Regions from separate parts of the Sus scrofa genome. Here region 2 is linked to region 1. The links are chromatin contacts, called in public HiChIP or PLAC-seq maps. All regions are on one chromosome and are shown on one strand. The core of a region is the stretch at or near the end of the contact, and the rest is flanking DNA. Distances in the headings are between cores, read along the strand shown.

Region 1 (3,729 bases), core at 124-2,623:
TTGTCAAAGGTTATCATTAAACCCAAAGGTCTAATACATTTGGTCTCTAGGCTGTGCATACTATAGGTAGTAGCAGTTTTTAAAAAATAAAAAATAAAAATAACACCAACCAGAACCACAACCATAAGAGCAACAGCAGTAACACTAATACAAAGCTCTTATTGGCCAGGCAGGGTCCTAACCTAGAACAGAAAGAAGTCAAGGCTGCCGAACCAAAAAAAAAAAAAAGATGCAGCATTTTTTCCACCCTCCTTTTAAAATACAGTAATTGGCGCCCAGGTTTTGCTAAAAACAGGTATCGAAACATTGCAGACTGAACGTGTAATTTCTTCAAAGCAAAGAGGTGGGGCTGTGACGGGAGGGGGGGGTGGGGCGCGGTTCCTGCCAGATGGAAAAGCCACATGAAGTGGAGAAAGATGAGTTCAGGATTTCTCCCCAGATCAAAATCAGATATTTGAAGCACAGGACCGCCAAAGGAGGGGAAGCAGTGGTGTCTGCTTTTAAAATAACCTCTGAACAAGTGTCATCTGCCTTCAGAGCCAATCCCCTGCCGAGGCAGAAGGTTCGGGTTACGGGGCAGCGGGGTTATTTCAGAAATCCCTATCACCTCTCATCATCTACCTTCTCCAACAATCAGTCCCACTCGGGGGGGCTGTGTGTGGGGGACAAAAGCCACGGCCGGCCAGGCCCCAGGCCAGTTGGGTCAGCTCGCCGCCGAGGCCACGGCCAGGGTGCCCTCCATTCCGGTTCGCGGGCACCGCTGCCAAGGGCCCGGGCAATGCTCAGGTGGCCGCCGGGGCAACAGGTCCCGCCGGGCCTCGGCCCCTCCAGGGGGTCCACCCCCCCAGGGCCGAGGGGAGCAGAGAGGGACGCCAGGGAGGGAGCGGCGCCTGGGGCGGCGCAGGGGCAAGGAGTCCAAGCTCCATCTTGAGGCGGGCGGAGGAAGGGAAGGCCGGGCTCGGCGCTGACAGGGCCGGCGACTTTTCCGGCTCCGGGGGAGCACCCCAGAGACCCCTGGCCTCCAGGGCCATCCCCCTGGGGCTCCCCGGAACCCCTCGAGGGGGGGCGGTGCGCGGGACTCGGTCCCCCTCTCGGACGCCGGGCCGGCCCCCGACCCCAAGCCGGGAGGGCAGGAGAGGGCCCGGCGGGGCGGGAGGGGAAAGGTGAGGAGGGGACGGGGAAGGGGAGAGGGCCCGCGCCGCGCCCGCTCGCCCCGCTCACCGCTCGCCGCCGCCTCGGTAGCCGCCAGTCGCCGCCACCTGCCCCACTGCAGCAGCAGCAGCCGCGCGGCCGCCGCCTCCCGCCTCCCGGCTCGTCGGCTCCGGGCGGGGGAGAGCGTGACGCGCCGCCGCGGGGCCGGGCGGGCGCGCGCCGCCTGGAGAAGACGCCGCGGCGGCTCCACCCCGCGCGCTCCGCCGCCGCGCCCACTCCGGTCGGCCCAGCGCCTCGGACCCCGCCGCCAGCTCCGCGTCCGAGCCCCCAGCCGCTGCCTCTTTGTCTGCACCCGGGCCGCCGCTCTGGAGAAACGAACCTCAGACCCCCGGCGCGCCCGCCATCCAGCTCTCAGATCCCAGAGAGGACCGGGATGGGGAAGAAGGTGCGAGGAAACCCGAGAGGCCTGGACCAAGGGGCTTCTCATCATCTCGGTTAGTTCCCCATTTTCTGAACGTGTTCCCAGAATTTGCAAGTCACACCCGAGAGCTCCATTGAGACTTGATCGCACAGCCTGTTAATTTGCAGCTGATTTTTTTCTTTTTTCTTTTCCTTTTTTGCCAGATCCAGGGTGAGAAATCCTTTGAAATAAGCTCGGAGGAGCTGCCCACAGCTGGTTAACTTTAGGGAGCGTCCTCTCTGCCCTCCTCGCCCTCCAAGTAAGACCCAGGGTGAGCAACCTCTGGGGAAAGCACTGCAGCAAATGAAGCTTGAGAAGGACCATCTCCTCCCTCCCCTTCCCTCCAGGGAAAGACCGAGAGTTTAAAAATCCCTTGAAACAAACCCAACACTTGCTCCGTCAGTTTGAGAAAAGCCTTTTATTCGCCTCAGCCGCTTGGAGGGAAGCCCTGGTTAACGTCCTGTCCTCCCACCTCCCCACAGGGATCTCCTTTAAAAGCTTTTGAAAGGGACTGGAGGGGAGGCAGCAACAGCCTGCTCCGGGCCGGTGCAGCGGAGGGCGGCCAGCATTTCACTCCCATGGACCATGGCAACCCCAGAAGCTTTGCAGCTCCTGGAAGGAATTTGCAGCTGTGGGTGAAGCCCAGTATTTTACAACGACTTAGTAGTGGATAGGGGGCCCAGGGCTTCCCCATCCTCTCTGGTGGAAGGGAATAATCAGGAGGGTGACCCCCTTGCTGACCTTTATTCAAAGCACTGGTGCTGCTTGGACCAACAGGCATGCACAGAGCAGGGGGAGGGAACTGCAATGAAAATGCATGGAGTTCTGAACAAACAAGTAAATGTATCTGCTGGCACCTCCCCTGGATTCAGGCTTAAGTCACAAAAATCCTGTTTCCTAACTCAACATCACCTTAGTTTGCAAGTTGCAAGGTCAAAGTGTGGTGGCACCCCTGGTATCCAGTATGGATATTCCTAATCTGAAAGTCATACCTCACCCTCTCATCTGAATACTTTTCAGCACTAATGCACAACCTATATAATCATAGATGCGGTAGAAAAAGGCAGAGACTACTGTTGAGTGGGATGCAAATAAACACTTCTGTTTTCCTCTTATCTCCTCTTATTCTTTTTTTTTTTGGTCTGTTTAGGGCTGCCCTCTTGGCATATGGAAGTTCCCAGGCTAGGGGTTGAATCAGAGCTGTAGCTGCCAGCCTGCACCACAGCCACAGCAACGCAGGATCCAAGCCGCATCTTTGACCTGCACCACAGCTCACTGCAACTCCAGATTCCCAAACCCACTGAGCGAAGCCAGGGATTGAACCCGAGTCCTCATGGATGCTTGTCGGGTTCATTAACCACTGACCACGATGGGAACTCCTCCTCTAATCATTCTACTGAGCCTATCTTTATTTCTAAATGTTGTTCATCATGGAATTTTTGGCATTAATTTCAGTGTTTAAAATATCGCATTGGAGTTCCTGTCGTGGCTCAGTGGTTAACGAATCCAACTAGGAACCATGAGGTTGTAGGTTCGATCCCTGGCCTCCCTCAGTGGGTTAAGGATCCAGCGTTGCCATGAGCTGTGGTGTAGGTTGCAGATGCCTCTGGTGTAGGCCGTTGGCTACAGCTCCCATTAGACCCCTGGCCTGGGAACCTCCATATGCCTAGGGAGCGGCCCAAGAAATAGCAAAAAGACAAAAAACAAACAAACAAACAAACAAAATCTCATTAAAATAATATTTTCCTTGAATACTGAGTTTTTAAAGCCCCCTTAAATTTTGTGACCAAGGCCTAGTTCCAGCCCTACTACCAGGGCATTGACTGTGCTCATTCCCATGGTGTGGCTGGTGTTAGGACTAAAGAAGTTGGTCAGTTCTATTTCAAATTAAGCATTCTGTTTTTAGATGGAGCCACTGAGCTTTTTTAAATACATGTCCTCTGTAAAAGTATTAGAACAGCTCAGTGGACAAGACTTTGGAAGGTGGAGGAGAGTGGCAGAAGTTGAAAGTCAGATAGGAGCTCCCTAGTCTTCATTTTACAAGGCGGGGAAGTCATTAAATACTTTTTTTTTTTTTTTGGCTAGAAAGGATAAAAAATAAAAGTTTAATCATGTCA
Region 2 (3,515 bases), core at 234-2,733, 72 kb before region 1:
AGAGAAAATAATCTTCTGTTAAAGGTTAATCGGTAATTTGGGCAAGTTGAATAATACTCTTCCAAGCTGGGCTCCAGGGCCAGAAAGTTGTCCAGGAAGGGCCTCATCCCTTGGCAAATGTTTGTCCAAGGCTGTTCACTTCACTCTAGATAAAGGCTGACTTGACTTCATCCTCTGCAATCAAAGCCTTCTTTGCCACTCGAATGTTCTCATCATCCATCTCCCTGAACCCCATCCAGGATACAGACTGACAGCAAGGATCTGCCGTCAATGAATAGTTGGGTAGCTGCTCGACTATGAGAGTGAATTAAACCCAAATTGTCCTTTGCTGTATCTATTTAGTGAAATTGTTGAATTACTTAAATAGATGGGGGGGGGGCAGAGGGAGGGCAGCAATTCCTTGTTCTCTTTAACTCTCTGACCTTGATTTTCCAATTTCACCACGTGGTTATACTTTCCCGTCCTAGCAATTCTTCCTGGATACACTAAATCTGAGGTTCCCAAACCCTCCACAGAGATACACCCCAGGGTGCTGCAGCAAACTCACAGGGTGCTGTGGAATGTTTCTAAATGCCTAGGGAAACAGCGACAACTGTTGGACACAGTGCAAACTACTAGCTGGAGGCAACTGGGTTTCAGTTGTGGTCTGTACTACATTCCTTTCCATAACGTCATGTCTTTCCAAAGCTGGGTTCTGGCTACTGCCAGGACAAAAAGAAAGTTCTGTGCAAAACTCCATGCAGCACAGGACATGGGGACGGTAGTGCTCGGTAAGAGTCCACCCTTTGACAGGATACACAGTGCCCAACGAGAGCATGCAACCTAATAGTAACTGTGGCTATTTAAGAATGAAAACAAAATGTTACGTTTCCTTTCAATTAATGCGTGTCATTGTTTTTTTTTTGAAGAGCTACTAAATTGTAAGGACATAAGTATTAAGTTGTTTGGACCTAATTACTTAATAAACAGGACTGTTAGTTATTTCTTTTGGCCTATAGGCACTGTGAAAAAATAATTCTTTCTTGAGTAATTTTTATTGCGTTGTACTTAAGTGTCTGTGAAACTGAAAAGTTTGGGCACCTCTGTACTCAACACTTTCAGAAGATCATTAAAGAATCTTTCGGCATTTTCATATACACACAAGGAATCCTACTGCTGAGATGTCTTTTTAGGAAGTCATGCTTTCAATTATTCTGTATTTTTGGTATATTCATTTATGGTCATTTTTGCCTTAAAAAATGACAGCTCTCTATAGAAAGATGTACAAAAACTAGCTGTTTTACAAGGCAGGGAAACTCATTTCTCTTTTGCTAGTTTTTGTCACTGAATGAGGTGTGAGCTAAAAGGAGTCAGAACTGGTCTAAAAAGTACAAGAGGCTAGAAGTTTCCACTATGGTGCAACGGGATGGACGGTGTCTGGGGAGCGCTAGGTCACAGGTTTGATGGCTGGCCCGGCACAGAAGGTTAAGGATCTGGCATTGCTGCAGCTGCAGCTTGGGTTGCAACTGTTGCTTGGATCTGATCCCCGGCCCAGGAATTCCATGTGCTACAGGGCAGCCAAAAAAGAAAAAAAAAGTAAAAGAGGCTGGAGGGAGCAAGGAGGGCTTGGGTATTCTCCAAACAGACACTTAATTACAACGCAATAAAAATTACTCAAGAAAGAATTTCTAACCCAGGGTAGACACTTCTGCAGAATTGTTCCCGGATGAGCAAAGTAAACCAGACATACACCTTAGAGTTCACCAATCCATGCTAATACGGCATGGTCCAAACAGAGGGGTTTCTTCACCTCCATTTCATTCAAACATCCAAAAAGTTCTTGTCAAGCTTTTCTCATAAAGTTCATTTATAATTTTTATGAAGACACAGACTTTTTTTTTTTTTTTTTTTTTTTGGCTTTTATGTTTTAGGCCACATGTGTGGCATAAGGAGGTACCCAGGCTAGGGATCAAATCAGAGCTATAGCTGCTGGCCTACACCACAGCCACAGCAACAAGGGATCCAAGCTGCATCTGTGACGTACACCACAGCTTGTGGCAACTCAGGATCCCCAACCCACCAAGGGGGGCCAGGGATCAAACCTGCATCCTCATGGATACTAGTGGGATTCATTTCTGCTGTGCCACCTCGGGAACGCCCAGATATTCTTTTATATGCAAAATGACATAGTCCGAGCAGGTTATTTATTTTACATGAACATTAGAGGAAGGAAGTCCAGCTGGCTGCAGAGGAGCATAACCCCTGCTTTAAAGAAATATTCCTCCTCTCCTCCCTTCCCTGTCCAACATCAGTGGAATGAAGGTGAAAAGAAATCCAGGGCCAGTGGCCTTACTTCCCATCATGCTTCATAATCCAACTCCCGTCTGTGGACCCTGGCATAACACAGAGATCCAGGACTCAATCTGGAGTATAGCCTTATCCTGCCATTTCAAATTCAAGCAGTGTTTGCCTCACTCCAAGTGAATAAACTAAAGGGGGGGGCAGTGAATCCAAACAGTCATTGCTTTGACCCTAAAAAAGCATGACATTAACAAACAGAATGAGAGGCTGCCTGTTTTGATTCTGATGATTTTTATCTTACTGATCTAAACAGGAAAGATGGAGAGTGAGGAAGACGGAGGAGTGGGATGGGGGAGATGGAGAGAGAAGACAAAACAACACCTGGCTTTCCCTAGCATCCTTTCAAGTTCCCCAAGTTCCCTTCTGCATCCTCCATCAGGAACACTCCACACTGTGACTACTTTCAGGCGGCTCAACTGTATTAATGTAATATTGAAATTCTAAGAACATGCCTTTGCTCAAAATACTTTAGTTCCTAAAGTTGAAGTCAAAGAGAAGGAGACCCAGGTCCTTGAAGCAAAGGATCCCTCCAATGTTCCTATCATTCTTGCACCAAAATAATTTCAGAAGAAAGAATCATGCCATATATTAGATGAAGCAGTAGTTACTAGAGATTCACTAAGAACTGGGACATTTACTTAAAGCCTCAAGCATCAGAAAGGGGCTGTTAAAAACTCTATTTAAAGCTTTTATTCTTACTAGTGGTCAGTTTGTTTTCTGACATCTGTAGGGGCTCTCACACACTACAACTAGCATTTAGTGCAAGGGCAGGGGGAGATTAAGCATTTCCCAAAGCAAAGCAGGTGCACTGACGGGGCGTTGGTCATGCCTGGGATGTGGATATGCAAGGGGGGCTCACCAATCCTGTCCGACTGGGCTTGCTGCTCACGGAGGAGGCCACGGAGCTCATGGAGCTGAGAGAGGAGGCGGAGGGGCTGCGCTTCAGGCTGGCGGGAGTGGTTGCCATCACCCGCCTCACAGCAGCAGCTTTGGCTTTGGCTGGTGTGGTGGAAGGGAAGCCAATCTTGGTCACTTTGTGGACAGGAGCAAACAGGCCATATTTGGGTTGACATTGAAAATACCTTTTGAGGACAAGAATGAGAACAGTAGCAAAAAGAAACTTAATTATGAGAAATAACAACTATAACAAAAAGCTCTCCTGACTGGTAACCTGT

What was found. HiChIP or PLAC-seq counts read pairs in DNA pulled down with a chosen protein or histone mark.
Region 2: a contact with region 1 is called in an H3K27ac HiChIP or PLAC-seq map of skeletal muscle. The contact joins the enhancer-like site here to the promoter of CLIP1 in region 1. A contact is called at or near these places in 5 of 5 promoter capture datasets (fetal liver, fetal skeletal muscle, liver and 1 more), 6 of 47 Hi-C or Micro-C datasets (embryonic fibroblasts, heart right ventricle, mesenchymal stem cells and 2 more) and 2 of 2 datasets of contacts at active chromatin or transcription factors (alveolar macrophages and skeletal muscle).

Annotation. Positions count from the first base shown.
Region 1 is chr14:30,318,514-30,322,242 of Sscrofa11.1, reverse strand. CLIP1 (CAP-Gly domain-containing linker protein 1) reads right to left here and starts at 1,373. Exons shown (of 26, transcript XM_021072961.1): 1 at 1,222-1,373.
Region 2 is chr14:30,391,154-30,394,668 of Sscrofa11.1, reverse strand. CLIP1 (CAP-Gly domain-containing linker protein 1) reads right to left here. Exons shown (of 26, transcript XM_021072961.1): 5 at 3,200-3,422. Among named protein-coding and RNA genes, the nearest start is that of CLIP1, 72 kb to the right of the region's middle. Within about 2 kb of position 1,483, at least 16 of the 83 cell types and tissues checked have an H3K27ac peak or open chromatin away from gene starts, as enhancers often do. A contact at or near this core is called in skeletal muscle, where this site is marked.